Regions from separate parts of the Zea mays genome. Here region 2 is linked to region 1. A link is a contact called in public Hi-C data. All regions are on one chromosome and are shown on one strand. The core of a region is the stretch at or near the end of the contact, and the rest is flanking DNA. Distances in the headings are between cores, read along the strand shown. Region 1 holds the start of LOC100383909. Region 2 holds the start of LOC103626994.

Region 1 (6,833 bases), core at 2,824-5,323:
CATGTACAGATGTTCTAGTAAATAGAATAAAGAGTATTTCATGATGTTTCATAGATAACTAGAACTACGTAACTAGAAAAAGTAGCGCCCGATACACATAAGAACATTTGAAACCATATTGTATAGTGAATAAAACAATGTAGCCTATAAACAACAAATTTAGTGATATATGCATGCCAAATAACAAGAATGGTCTTTACAGTATATGAGGTAGAAACAACTTCCTGATACTGCACATAAGGCAACACAAGATGCTCACAATACTTAAAATCCTAACCATATCAAGGGTAGGGAAATGGGGGCAAATATGACTATGAGCATAAAAAGGTTGTATAAAGAGGAAGGCCAGGACGGATGTCATTACCAACATTCTGATGAATGTAGTTTTCCCTAACCCATTTTCACCGAGCATAACACCAATCCAGGAATCATAAATTCCCCTGAACAACAGTAAGCTTGAAATTTCCCTATGTTTGCTCACAGTTGGGTACTTATACCGCTGATACGTCTCAATATCCTTAGTGTTTTCTTGAGTCTCCACAATCTAGAAGTACAACAGTAATGCAAAGCAAAGTTTAAAGATAGGATAAGGAGCTCAAGTAGCATGCAGATATGTTATCTTAAATGTAAGAGATTCATCTCGGGAAGATTTTCTGTTGGAACAAATCCAGCCAAGAAAATATTGATACTCTCTAGGAATTTGTGTCATCATGACAACCAAGTAGAGATCTATATATTTCCACAATGAACATATAGCTCGACCTAAGGTTTCAACCAAACACAAGGAGGTCAGATACAAAGAGGGAAAACTATGAACATGGATTTAAAAGTGTGTAATTAATTAGTAAATAAAGATATATCACAATCGAATAATAAAGATTATAGGAATAGTGTGTATATATAATGATTGTGTTTGAATATTAATAAATGGTACCTAAGCAATCTTGATTAACTCTTGGTCCCAAGTTTGTTCATGAGTTTCTAACACTTTAATTTGTTAGCATTCTCAAATTACATCACAACTTCAGATGTTGTGAATTTTTTACCAATAATAAATAGTTGTTTAGCTAATGCTGCACAACAGTGAACTATCACTTCACTTCAATAAAACCTATAAGTGTAGATATTGGACTGAAGCTCCACATTAACTAACCCATATTATCCACAACTTCAACAATTCAAATGCTCTTTTTACTGGGAAGGTTGAGTGGCTGACAAAGGAAGCTCTTTTTACTTGTTGATTGTATGGTGATAGGTTCTTGTTGTGTGGCCTTTGTCGTCACCACAAAACAAACAAAATGTTTTCTTGGGGGTGCATTGAACCTGCCTCCAAAAGTTCGGCCTCCCCTTCCCCCTCTCACAGCAGGCGGTCGGAATGTGCTATGAGAAGGTTGCTGCTAAGAGACTGCTTGTTGCTGTCCTGATTGACCATAAGACTGGACCATATTTTCTTCACTCTGCACCGGGTTATGGATGCTTTGGACATGCCTTGGATGAAATCTTTGGCCAAAGCCCCTGGCGGCTTCGGTGTATCTTTGTAACTCCTCCCTTCTTTGGCAGAAGTCGTTGTTGGCCCTTATGTACTCTTGCAACAACTTCTCAAGAGAATGTGGAGGCTTATTTGCAAAGTACTGGGCTGCTGACCCTGGCCTGAGCCCCTTGACCATGACTTCAATGACTATGTCATCTTGAACTGCTAGTGCTTGAGCCCATAGACGAAGGAACCTTCGGATGAATGACCGAAGGTATACATCCGGATCCTAAGTGCACTGAAACAGGGCTTGAGCAGTAACAAGCTTTGACTAGAAACCCTATCAGGTAGTTACAAGATTTTCTTTTAGCTTCTTCCACAAAGTGACAGTCCTTGGCTGAAGCGATGAATACCAATTCTAGGCCACATTCCTGACCGCCATGATGAAGGAATTCACCATTACTGCTGAGTTACCACCATATGAAGATATGGTAGCTTCGTAGCACATGAGAAACTGCTTTGGGTCAGTTAGACCATCAAACGTTGGTAGTGTAGGAGGTCTATACAATGGTGGACAGGGTGTCGCCTACAGCTCTGGTGTTAGTGGTGAAGCTTCGTCATAAATGAAATCTTGGAAGTTGAATGACTCATGACAAATATTGTCATGATTATGACCCTCATAGTTTTGATCCTTGTAATTGTATTGATCTTGCGCTTCAATATTGCGCATCTATTCAGCTGCTTCGTCAATCTTTTTTCTGAAGCTCAGAAAGACGAAGCATCTTCTCCCTGTGCCTCTCCATTTGCTAGTGGATTACTTCGAGGTTATTGATCTCTTGATCAAGCTCCTCATCATGTGGTTCTGGGCTAATGACCTTCCTCTTTTGGTTTCTTGCCTCCCTGAGGAGAACATCGTCCCCTTGATTGGGGTCCAAGGTCCTGAGGATAGAGCTGGTTGACGTTGCCTACTTTGGTGGCATGATGTAAGTTGTTGTGGTCATGGAATCACCGACGGTGGGCACCAATGTTGGTCACTTGTTTTCGATTGATAAAGGTATCAAAAAAGGCAACACAAGTTAGAAATATGAACCTTCGTCCACATGTTGTTACTTCTTCGAAGTAAGACCTTGAGGATGAAGGTTCTTAAGAGGAACTGTGAATGAAAGAATATCAAACCACAGGGTGATAGATGACAAAGTGCAAAAACTCATCTCTTATGCCTTAGCACTTTCATTCCATTTCCCTTCATATTAAATAAGTTTACAAACATACCTTCGGCTTCTTTGTGCAAGATAGCTTGAAGATACTTCGAAGGCTAAGTGGAACGAAGCTAAGGACCTTCAAAAAGGTGAATTTTTACACGGAATTGTTCATCTATTTATAGGGAAGACGAACAATCACTCATGAAATTACATGCATGCCCACGAAGCTTACAAATATGATTAACAAATAGTACAGGGGTAATATTGCCTTTTCCCTTTCTTTCTTGTCTCATAAGACTTTTGCTTCTCCCCCTTTGCTACCTCACGCTTGATCCTTTCTTTACGTCGAAGCCAGCAACCTTCGACCGACGTCCTTGCCGCGCATATATACAGACAAATCTCTTCTATTCATTGCTTCGGTCAAAGCCCAACTTTGTCCGCTCTTTACCGCATACCCGAAACACATTTGCATATAGCAAGGTAAAGGCATTTTGAGGATCTTCAGTAAGCTAGGCTCCCAACAGGAAGCATCTGACTTGTGATCGTCGAGCAAGCAATCGATGCCACCTCCTCAATGGCGGCATGGGCACATCGATAACCCATGAGATCTAGGAAGCCAATGTGTAAGCCTTCTTGACGATCCCCCACTCCTCTACTTCGACCTCTCTTGCTCTGGTCACCTCGAGAGGAGGACAGAGATCGTCGGAGCACTACTCCAAAGTGGTCCCAACTGTAGGGGCCAGTAGCATCGCGAGAGCCACCCTCTTCGCACTCGGAGGTGGAGGAGTCGGGGTGGCAGAGGTGGCAAAACCGCCGACGCAAGGGCGCCACCGGGCTCGCTTGAAGGGACATCAAGGCACAATGACACTCTCGCCACCTCGACCTCTCCCAAGTGGCTCGCCTTCACCGCACTCAGGGACAAGGAACCTAAGGGAGGTGGAGGCAGCAAGGCACCGAGCGCGCCCACCACAGAAGCATCGCCTGGCCTGTAGGCCCTCCGATCATGATGGTGGCACGACCGTTGACACAACTTCCCCCGAGTGGCTCAGCGCGACCGTGCCACTCGGATATGCCATCGGCACCAACGGCGCGGGCGCCGATGAAGGAAAAGTGCCTTCCCTCGCAGCACGAGCCGCGTCCTTCATCGTTTTGTGTGATACATACAAACTAAAGGAATGGCGGGTAAGGACCCAGAAACAATGGCAGAGAGGAATGGAAAAAAACACTACTCACCAGGAAGAGCGCGCCCGGACAAAGGGCATCCTCTATGCAAAAGGGTCCACCGCCGGTGAAGGCTCCGACGATGCCCCTTCAGGACACCTGACCGACACCGCAGATGCGACAGACGTTGTGGGTGTGGGAGATGCTGCTGTCATGGCAGGACAATTCGCCCATCGACGCCAATGCCACGGATCTGCCACAGGACGTGGAGGTCATGTCCTACATATCGGTGGAGGGGATAATACTCCTCCTCAGGTCGGCCTAGTGGGTGGCACGGTCCACCCATGCATGCATGCCATCGAGTCGGTCCAGCCCATTCTAAGTCTATTTGTGTCATGTCTGAGCTCCTGGATGGACACATGGGCCGACATGGCACGGATCGGGGCCAAAACAGGTCGTGCCTATCTCGGCACTGTTCATATTGGGACTAAGCGGGCTTAAGCTGTACCCATGTCGGGTTGCCCATTTGGACATCTATAATGAGGAAGAGAGAAAAGATGACACCAACTAGTGTACTGCTAGAATTATGTTCAAAAGAGCCCCAACTAGAATATATCTTTTGCCCTTTTCCTCTTCTCTTTCTCCTTTTGTTCTTTCTTTGGAAAAAGGGACTTCCTTGAATGCCAAGTTTGGTATAGTAATTATATAAAGTCTTGATAAGGGAAGAGATGAGCTTCCTTTATAGCCGCATAGGGTGGTTTTTGTGGCTACATAAGGTGGACTGATGGAGTGATGGTAGAGCAATGTTGTTAATCCCATCAGTGGGCACATGTTGTGCATTACCTTCTAACTATATAATGGTCATGGGAGTTCAGTTTATATAATATTCCATCCATCCCAAAAGAAACATAAATCTTGACTGGTTTTATAGAAGACAATAGCTACCTTCGTATCTTCAATTAGGTTTATTATAAAAATATATGCTTTGATTAGTCTAATGACAATTATTATACATCAATATATTTTTACATATATTTAGTTAAAATGTAGAATATTTGACTTTCTCGGAAGACATGGTTTACATTCTTTTAGGAAATAAGGTAGTCAGCTAATGTCCGTTGTATTCAGACCTTTGCGATTTGATGAATCATAAAAACCATATCCTCCTGTGGGCAATCAGAGGAGGTGAATGATTGCCGAAGCTTAAAAATAATTATAACACCTCCAAATCACAAGACCAATTTAATACACGTTTATAAATCTGGACAGATTGTTGTTACGTTAATAAAAACGTTGCTGAGCAAAATCCGTAACTCCGATCGATATCAAAATTTCACAGACTGAACTAGATACGATTATGAATCAAACCCAACTGGAATCAGGTCGATCAGACTTCCGGATCTAAAGTTATAAATGAAATAATCTTGCTGTTCCAGAGAGTGACGAGAATTGCTCAACCGCATGGGCCACGACTCAGCTCCCCTTGAGCCGACCTGGCAGACGGGCCAAGCTGGGCTTCCACCGCATGGGCTGCCGCGCCCTGGCCTCGCTTGAACGTCGCCTCACCTCAGCGTCCTCACAGACCGCTCCACAGCTGCCATTCTCCATAAAAAGCTGGCTCGCTTCCAGCCTTTGTGCCGAACATGGCTCGCCACCACGGCCACATACGCTGAGAAAACGCCCTCACGTAGGCTGAAACTCCTAGCCATACGGCCATACCAAGGAAGCATGCATGCTCTCTTTTCGTTTTTTTTTTCTTTTCCACTTTATTTTATTCATTTTTAATTAAAATTGAGTCCTAGTAAAATATGAATAATTATTTGGATCATAATCTATTGCCACCTCAAGGTGCAGCTGATGCATGCGCCATTTCATTTGCGTGCACCATGCAAGACGGGAGTTAACTTCTTATTTAGGAGATCTTTAAAAGGCTGTTGGAGAATAGTCTTTGTTTACATCTCAAATATTGTCAGAGAGGTACTAATCTAAGATATTGATAGCTAAATCAATTAAGAGCTGTTAGATATGCTCTTAACGCAGGCTAACATCCAACATATTTAGACACTGTTTGGAACAAACTCAACTCAAAAGAATTAGATTTGGAGCAGCATATTCATATTTAAGATATTTCCAATATATCTCAAATGTGTTATTCTGTCATTCTGTGCACGTCTTCAACGCACGTAATCATGATACGCAACGATGCTTCGACCAAAACACCCGTACAACATCTCCGATTAAGGACCACAGTTCCTCCCTGAACTTTATACCAAAATCTAGTTTCGTCACTGCTGCCGACCATGCTTCGCCTCGGTCATCACCTGCACATCAACAACACACGCAATCGTGTACGGGCACAAATCCACGACTTGACTCAAGGTTAATTCACGCAACACCATTCCACCAAGTGTGTTACAACAATATCGAAACACATGTTAACACACATGTATAAATCAAAATCATATATGAGCACACATGCATTATATCCAAAAGCATGCAAATCACCTTGCGATCACAATAATAATTTATCACAATGTTCCAATGTCATAAACCCAATGTTTTCATCACACTCGATTTCACAAACACCCTCTCAATCTAGATGGAATGAAATTATGTTCGTATTGCTACAAATTTTTTTGAAATGATGGACCAGCTAAAGACTTAGTCATGAAATTGGTCACTTGATTTTTAGAGGACATGATCTGCATATCCAATTAGTGAGACGTGGCAATGGGGACCCGATCCGCAATTCTCCATGGGGAATTCATCCATTAGGGGATGGAGATGGGGAAGTTTTTTTCCCACGGGGTTGTAAACGGGACATAATTCTTCCCCGATGGGTAAATAGGAACGGTTAGGAAGCATTCCCATCCATGTTACCCGCGGTGACCCATTAAACTTACACGTGACGACATTTTCATGTAATAGTTAATGATAAAGATAAATAGATCCTTGTCAAGAGATCATTCATTATACAATTGTGTTTATTTGATGCATAT
Region 2 (6,833 bases), core at 1,279-3,778, 210 kb before region 1:
CTTCATTCACTCCTATCCAAGCATTCTGAATTCTTCATTCATTGCAAGAGCAAAAGCCCAACACTCCAAGACACAATCAAAGCAATCAATTCACTCAAAGCCCCAAAATCAACTCTAGTGCATTAGGGCTTGTGAGAGGATCACTTGTGTTCTTTGTTGCTCTTGTCACTTGGTTTGGCCTTTTTCTTTTCCCTTCTATTCCTCAAGTGACATGTAATCGAAGCAAGAGACACCTAAGTGTGGTGGTCCTTGCGGGGTCTAAGTGACCCGAGAGATTAAGAAAAAGGCTCACTCGGTCTAAGTGATCGTTTGAGAGAGGGAAAGGGTTGAAATATACCCGGTATTTGTGACCTCCTCAACGGGGACTAGGTTCTTTGGAACCGAAGCTCGGTAAAACAAATCATCGTGTTCATTCGCCTTGATTCTTGTTTGATTTGTTTTCCCTTCTCTAATGTTTTCTTGCTAGTGTGAATTTGAGTTGGCTCTCTTACGTCATTCACAATCCTTGAGCAACTCCTAGTAAGAGAGATTCTTTTGGACTTGAATTTAATTCTAACGCTAACCCCCGACCTTAGTGTGTGTTTAAGTTTATAAATTTCAGGTTTCGCCTATTCACCCCCCTCTAGGCGACTTTCACTACGTAAAAAACATGTATTTAGTGACGCATTTTTAGCTTAATTAGTGACGTGTGTAAAACGTGTCTCAGATTTTATATCGCTAATTGAATCTGTTTAGTGACGTGTAAAAATATGTCACTAATATAACCACTTTAGTGACGTGTTTTTATAAATACGTGTCAAACTACCCAGATAAAAAAATTATTCCCATCCAAGCAACTGTGTGACTTGTGAGATTTAAACACTCAACCTCCTCCTAAAGCATGACCTTATCTACCACTACACCACCAACTCATTTGTGTCTATATTACATTTTCATTCCTCGCATATCATAATTAATCAAGTGTAATTTGATTGTTTGAGGCACTAAATAAATTCAAATGGAAAACTTGTCAACAACAAAGTTGCATAACTTTTTGAGATCTACAACTGTCATGTTGGTAGTTTCTTTATCCGAGGTCGTTTACAAAATTTAATTTTCAAATTTGAAAACTTTAGACGCATTTTTCTAAGACAAGATGATTTCAAATTATAATGTTGTCAACTACAAAGTTTCAGAACTTTTTAATACCTAAAACTTTTATTTTGGTGGTTTTTCATTTGAGATCGTTTGAAAAAAAAATTAAATTTTAACTACGCCGCGAAGTTTGAAGTAGTGACATGTTTATATATACATATCACTAAACAGATATGACGTCACTAAACAGATATGACGTCTGAAAGTCAGTGGCATGTTTTTATATAAACGTCACTAAATAGATTTGGCGTTTGAAGCCAGTGCCATGTTTATATATACACGTCACTAAACATATCACACACACGTAAAATAAAAGATGTCACTTGATTATTACTATATTTCATTAGTGACATGTTTTTACAATAAATGCCACGTGTGCACAGACGTGTTTTTTAAAAAAAGATGTCACTGTAAAAAAATCAGTGACATATTTTTAACAAGTGTTACAGACGGTCATATCTCCTTTAGGCGTTTTTGACGTAGTGATAAAAAATATATAAGCTCAGCCAATTTTTATTATTGTGACCTAACTCAATTTACCTTGGTAAAAAAAATATATAAGCACAACCAATCTTCGTTATGTGTGAAATATTTGACGTTTTTAAAGTATTTGAGTTGTATGAAAAACACAAATGATAGAGCTAGTTCATATAACCAAATCCACAATATGTACTTTAAAAAGTTAAGCTAAGCGGGCCCTAATTTGATTCAGGGATGTTCGCGTTGACGAAAGTCGCGTCAACGCGGTCGACTCTCTGTAAATAAACGGGCCATGTTGTGTTGGCATCCGAATGAAGGAAGGATCGGAGACTCTGCATGTCGTGCGGCAGCGCGCGCTGGCATTCCGAGCCGACGACGATCAAAGGAGCCTTTTACCATCAGGAAGTGGGCAGGCCAGTCAACGAGAGGCGACTGGTGGTTCGCTCTGGCAGCGACGCGTGCACACGCGGATACACACGCGTCGTCGTCCTCCGGCCGTTATACGTACGTGTACACCTATCCAGAGAAATCACACGCAACAGTTCCTTACCTTTTTTTTTTCTCATGTCCATGCGGCAGTTCCCGGATTTGCAAAGCTGCACTGTCGCTCGCCAGCGATTCCTGGACGCTTTTGGCGTGCCTCCTGCTGCTGCCTTCCTCGTGTAGTCGTGTCGCGGTGGTCGGTGGTCGGGTGGTGGCGGGCGACACACCCTAGACGCGTGGCAAGGAGCAAGGCAAGATTGTTTTGTTGTTGTGTCCACCCAATGACGACGAACATGCACTTATAAATGTGAAAACGTCTAGCTTTCTTTTCTTCTAAATTTATATAATATTCTATTTCTTACGTTACTAGATTAGATTATGTTCGTGCATTCGCGGCATCGAAGTTTTTTTTTGGGGCCTCCCTGTTGCTGCGGCGCGTCGGTCCTCCCCATTCACGGCATCGACAGAAAATAGATTCATCAATCATCCCGTTTCGCGGAGACAGAGCCATCCCGCTCCATCTCCCTCCCAGCCAAACCCTACCTGAAACAACGACGCACTCTTGCATTGGCCGTTGGCGTCCCGCTCGCTCGCTCTCTCTTCCACTCGCTGCACCCGTGCGTGACAATGCCCACGCGTCTCCCACTCCGTCTCCTCCTCCTCGTCCTCGCCATCGCCGGCGCCGCACATGGCCGCCGCGGCATCTCTTTCTCCGACGATGACCGCTCTCTCCTCCTCGCCGGCAGCAGTGATGAGGTTGCCGCCGCGACGTCGGTCCTACGGCTCCCGTCGGCGGCGGGGGAGGATCCGGCGCCTGAGGCCTGCGAGATGACGTACGGCTTCCTGCCCTGCACCGACACCGCGCCCGGCAACCTCTTCCTCGTCCTCGCCTACGGCCTCCTCATGTTCAAGGCCGCCACCTACCTCTCCGCCGGCAGCGAGCTGCTGCTCGAGGTCCTCGGCCCTGGCGTCGTCGGCGGCCTCTTCCTGCCCATCCTCGGCGCGCTACCCGACGCAATGCTCATCCTTGGTGCGTACTGCCTCTCTGCTTTTCATTCTAACCGCAGCATGACATCCGCGCCGGCACCGCTGCCATCCACGCTTCACTAGCTAATTATTTGGCGCTTCGTAGTTGCATGTTTACTTACGACCTGAATATCAGAGGAGATCGGATCAATTTTGAATAGCAAAAATATTTTAGTCCATCCAATCTTGTTGGGCCTTATATATCGTGTCCAGCAGTTCCACCTAAAACACTGTTTTACATTGTAAAACGCATATAGAATGAACTGTTGCAGAGTGGAGTTTAAATATATGTATAAGGATGATTAACCTGTTGAAGATAGCCTTACTGGTAGATAGTGTGTTCTGTGTGTGTGGGGGCTCTGACATCACTATTGGGCTGCCAACCCATTAGGGTTAAGGTTCTGATTATATATATATATATATACAATCAAAGAGTTTTCATTCTCTTTCATGGCATTAGCTAGCTAGGTTTTTTCCACCCACCTTTGTCTAGGCCACCGCACAACACCTTCTGCGTGCCCCGAGAGGCTCATCCTTCCCTCCCGGGGTAGCGACCCATCTTAGACGTGGGCCAGCTACTTTTCTGTGCCACAGACTGAGGGCAGGCGGGTGCCCAGCCGCCGTCGCGACGTCCCCTGCTATATTTCCCTACTCTGTTCCTCCTCGAGCACAGACGCTCCGGCGCCCAGCTCCCTCGTCGACGTCCACCTAGCTACGAAGCTCGTCGGCGAGTGCCTCTCTAGCACCAAGCCACCTGCAACTCGCCATGGTGCCCCTTCCTTCCTTTGCTCTGCACTAGCGCTGGCTCCTACAACGCTAGCCCTAGGTCGTGGGCCACGTGGCTCGCCCCTCTCTCCCCCCCCCCCCGCTATAGACGGTCGATCGTGGCCCTCCCTCTTATGTGCCTCCTCCCCCTGCAATACTCCCCCTTCCGACGTGGTCGTGGACCAGATCCTCCGAGCAATGCGGACTTAATGCCCAGCCTATCCGTCGCTGCCATGCTTCCCAGTGACCCCTGCCGTCCAATCCACTGCCAGCGTGCCTCCCAGCATCGTTGGCTACCTGATCCATCGCCACCGCACCTCCACGCGCCGCCGCCACGCCTCCACACGTCGTCGATCGGCCAGAAGGCCGCTCCCTTCCTCTCTGCGCCCATCGTCGTCGTCGGGCCTAGTGCAGCCCCCCTTCGACCTCCGCCCGTCGCCGGTGTCAAACCCCCCTGCCAGGCCAGGCGTAGGCCCCTGCCCGGCTGGACCCGACCCATAGTCTACCCATTCTTCGTCGTCGCCACTGCTGGATCCATCGCTGCTGCAACTTTCTTGGCTGGATCCATCGCTAGCGCGACCTTACCGACTAGATCACCCCTATGCAATACAATCAAGGGTTTCCATTCTCTTTTACTTACATCCAAAAAGCCCTTAGGGCGGGTTTGGTGATCAGAGAATTGGAGGAGATTAATTGGGTAGGGAACTCCTTCCTATTCAAAATTGAACAGGAGGGGTTTACTCTCCCATGGGTTCCCTCCAAATCCTTGGTCACAAAACCAGCCCTTAGGGGTGTTTGGTTACTCTAGTCACCCTCTAAACTTTAGTTCCTATAAATTTTATTTAAAAGATCTATTTTAGTCACCCGATTTAGTATTTTAGGGATTAAAAGTGAGTAAACTTTAGGAGACGGGAACTAAACACCCCATTACTCTTCTGCTCGTAAACAAAATGGTCACGTTTGTCGGTTTCGAAAACCCGAAAGGTCGTCAGATATAAACCACGAACGTTGTTGGATATGCATTGTGAGTGTCATATAATTTCAGCTGGGAATCGATCAGTGACCACAATCTCCGTTAGCGTCCACCGTCCAACAAGTGTGTGCTCTGTTCTTCGTGAAAATAAGTAGCATATCTATTTTACAATTTATGATAACGACGAGAGCATGCAAGTGTTCACTGTTCAGTACACCTGTTTATTCACTTGAGATTGAACTCATGGTTCATTTTCCAAGAGTTCATATAGCTTGGGAATTGGATTTTACAGGACGTCAGCACATTACATCGTTTGGGTTAAGTCATCAAAGATTGTGCACCAAGTATCCGCTATGTGCCTTGTCAGCTTTGCTTTCTTGGTAGCCGGTGATGCCAGAGAGACTTGCTTCTGAGTGCTTCCCCCTCCAAAACGAAGAAGAGAAAAGAGGGGGTGAAGAACCCCAGTGCAGCCCCACTTTAACTCTTAAGATAAATTCCCGCTGTTAAGGAAAGAAAAGCGACCGTGCACCTACAGCAAATCACCTAACAGCCTGGGCGGGGGCAGTCAAGAGGGAAAGCCTACGAGCCCCTGCCATTGTCCACTTCAAGGTTTAGCTATGTTTTTTTTTTGAAGGGAAGATTTCAGCTATGTTAGGATTTGCTCCATCAAAAACGCACCTGTTGCAATGGTTCCAAATTGTCCACCCTCCTAGAACAATTTGCGACTTCAGGCCTTTTTATGTTAAACCAGTAGTTGCTGCACTTGTTTTTTCACACCAGTCATCAGAAGTGTCAGTTGGCTGTGGAAGCTAGAGGTGGAGACCGACCTGTCTCAAGATATAGTACCAGAATTGCCTTGAGAACATGGAATTAGGAGATGATCGATGCTTTTGTCAGAAAGTGGACACTTCTCAGGGTGAGGCAGTCCAAGTCGTGCTCCCTACTGCCTATCATCGCTCTGATCTTAGTGCTTATAAACACAGCTCATTTGTTTTTCCACCACAATTATACATCCGCATCCACTTGATTTCATTGTACATGCAGATCCTTGACTTGTTGTTTTTATGTTTCAGTCTCTGGGCTCGCCGGAACTAAAGAGGTTGCGCAAAGCCAGGTTTTGATCGGAATGGGCCTGCTTGCAGGTTCAACAGTCATGCTCTTGACCCTTCTCTGGGGATCTTGTGTTGTTGTTGGCAAATGTGATATGTCAGAAAACTCAACTGCAACTGATTCTCAAGATACAAAAGGCTTCAGTCTTTTTGGTACGTTAGATTATATATCATTATCTAAAAAAAATGTTGGACTGGATATTCGTTGTGTTCTTCCTCGTTTCAGTTCCGTTCAATTCGGGCATCGCTCATTATAGATCTATATTTAAGGAACATTGTCGTCTTAGCTCAAGACAGAAACCATATATTAATCAAGCAACCACAGAAGGCAAGGTTACTCAGTGTCTAAGTCTAACCAGGAAACAAGAAATTTAGTTCAGTTTGTACTGTATTCTACAACTGTCTGTCTGTCAATATTTAAGAATATATATATTTCTGCATTATGTCCTTATAACATTTGCTAAATACCTTATGAATTTTTGCAGGATCTGGTGTTTCTACTGATGTGCAGACCAGCTATGCTGCAAGAATCATGGCAATATCTGTGCTTCCCTTTATCATTGTTCAGATACCCCAAATTTTTAGGCTCCATTCTGGCCATCGTTTGACAGTCCTGCTTGGACTTATTGCTGCAGCTCTACTTGTGCTCGCTTATTGCCTGTATCAGGTATTGTGCTGACTTCAAGTAACTTTGAACTCTACATCTTGGCAACTTCTTTGATTCAACATTTTCATATAGAATCAGGGTGACTATTTTTCAAGTGGCTGAAACCAGTTTATTTTCACGCTATCCTATGTCATTGGAACTGCATCAACTGGCTCAAAATATATGTAGTTTGTCTTTTGACTAGGGCTGTGGCTGA

The links. A called contact is a pair of places that touch in the nucleus more often than the background predicts.
Region 2: a Hi-C map of bundle sheath shows a contact between it and region 1, with 2.8 times the contacts expected there. The contact joins the promoter of LOC103626994 here to the promoter of LOC100383909 in region 1. A contact is called at or near these places in 12 of 25 Hi-C or Micro-C datasets (bundle sheath, ear, leaf and 4 more).

The regions. Positions count from the first base shown.
Region 1 is chr5:146,502,348-146,509,180 of Zm-B73-REFERENCE-NAM-5.0, reverse strand. It overlaps LOC100383909, which reads right to left and starts at 4,073. Exons shown (of 2, transcript NM_001176533.1): 1 at 3,907-4,073; 2 at 2,713-3,840. The coding sequence starts at 3,525. The coding sequence ends at 3,175.
Region 2 is chr5:146,714,400-146,721,232 of Zm-B73-REFERENCE-NAM-5.0, reverse strand. It overlaps LOC103626994, which reads left to right and starts at 2,528. Exons shown (of 7, transcript NM_001351849.1): 1 at 2,528-3,127; 2 at 5,935-6,123; 3 at 6,456-6,637. The coding sequence starts at 2,725.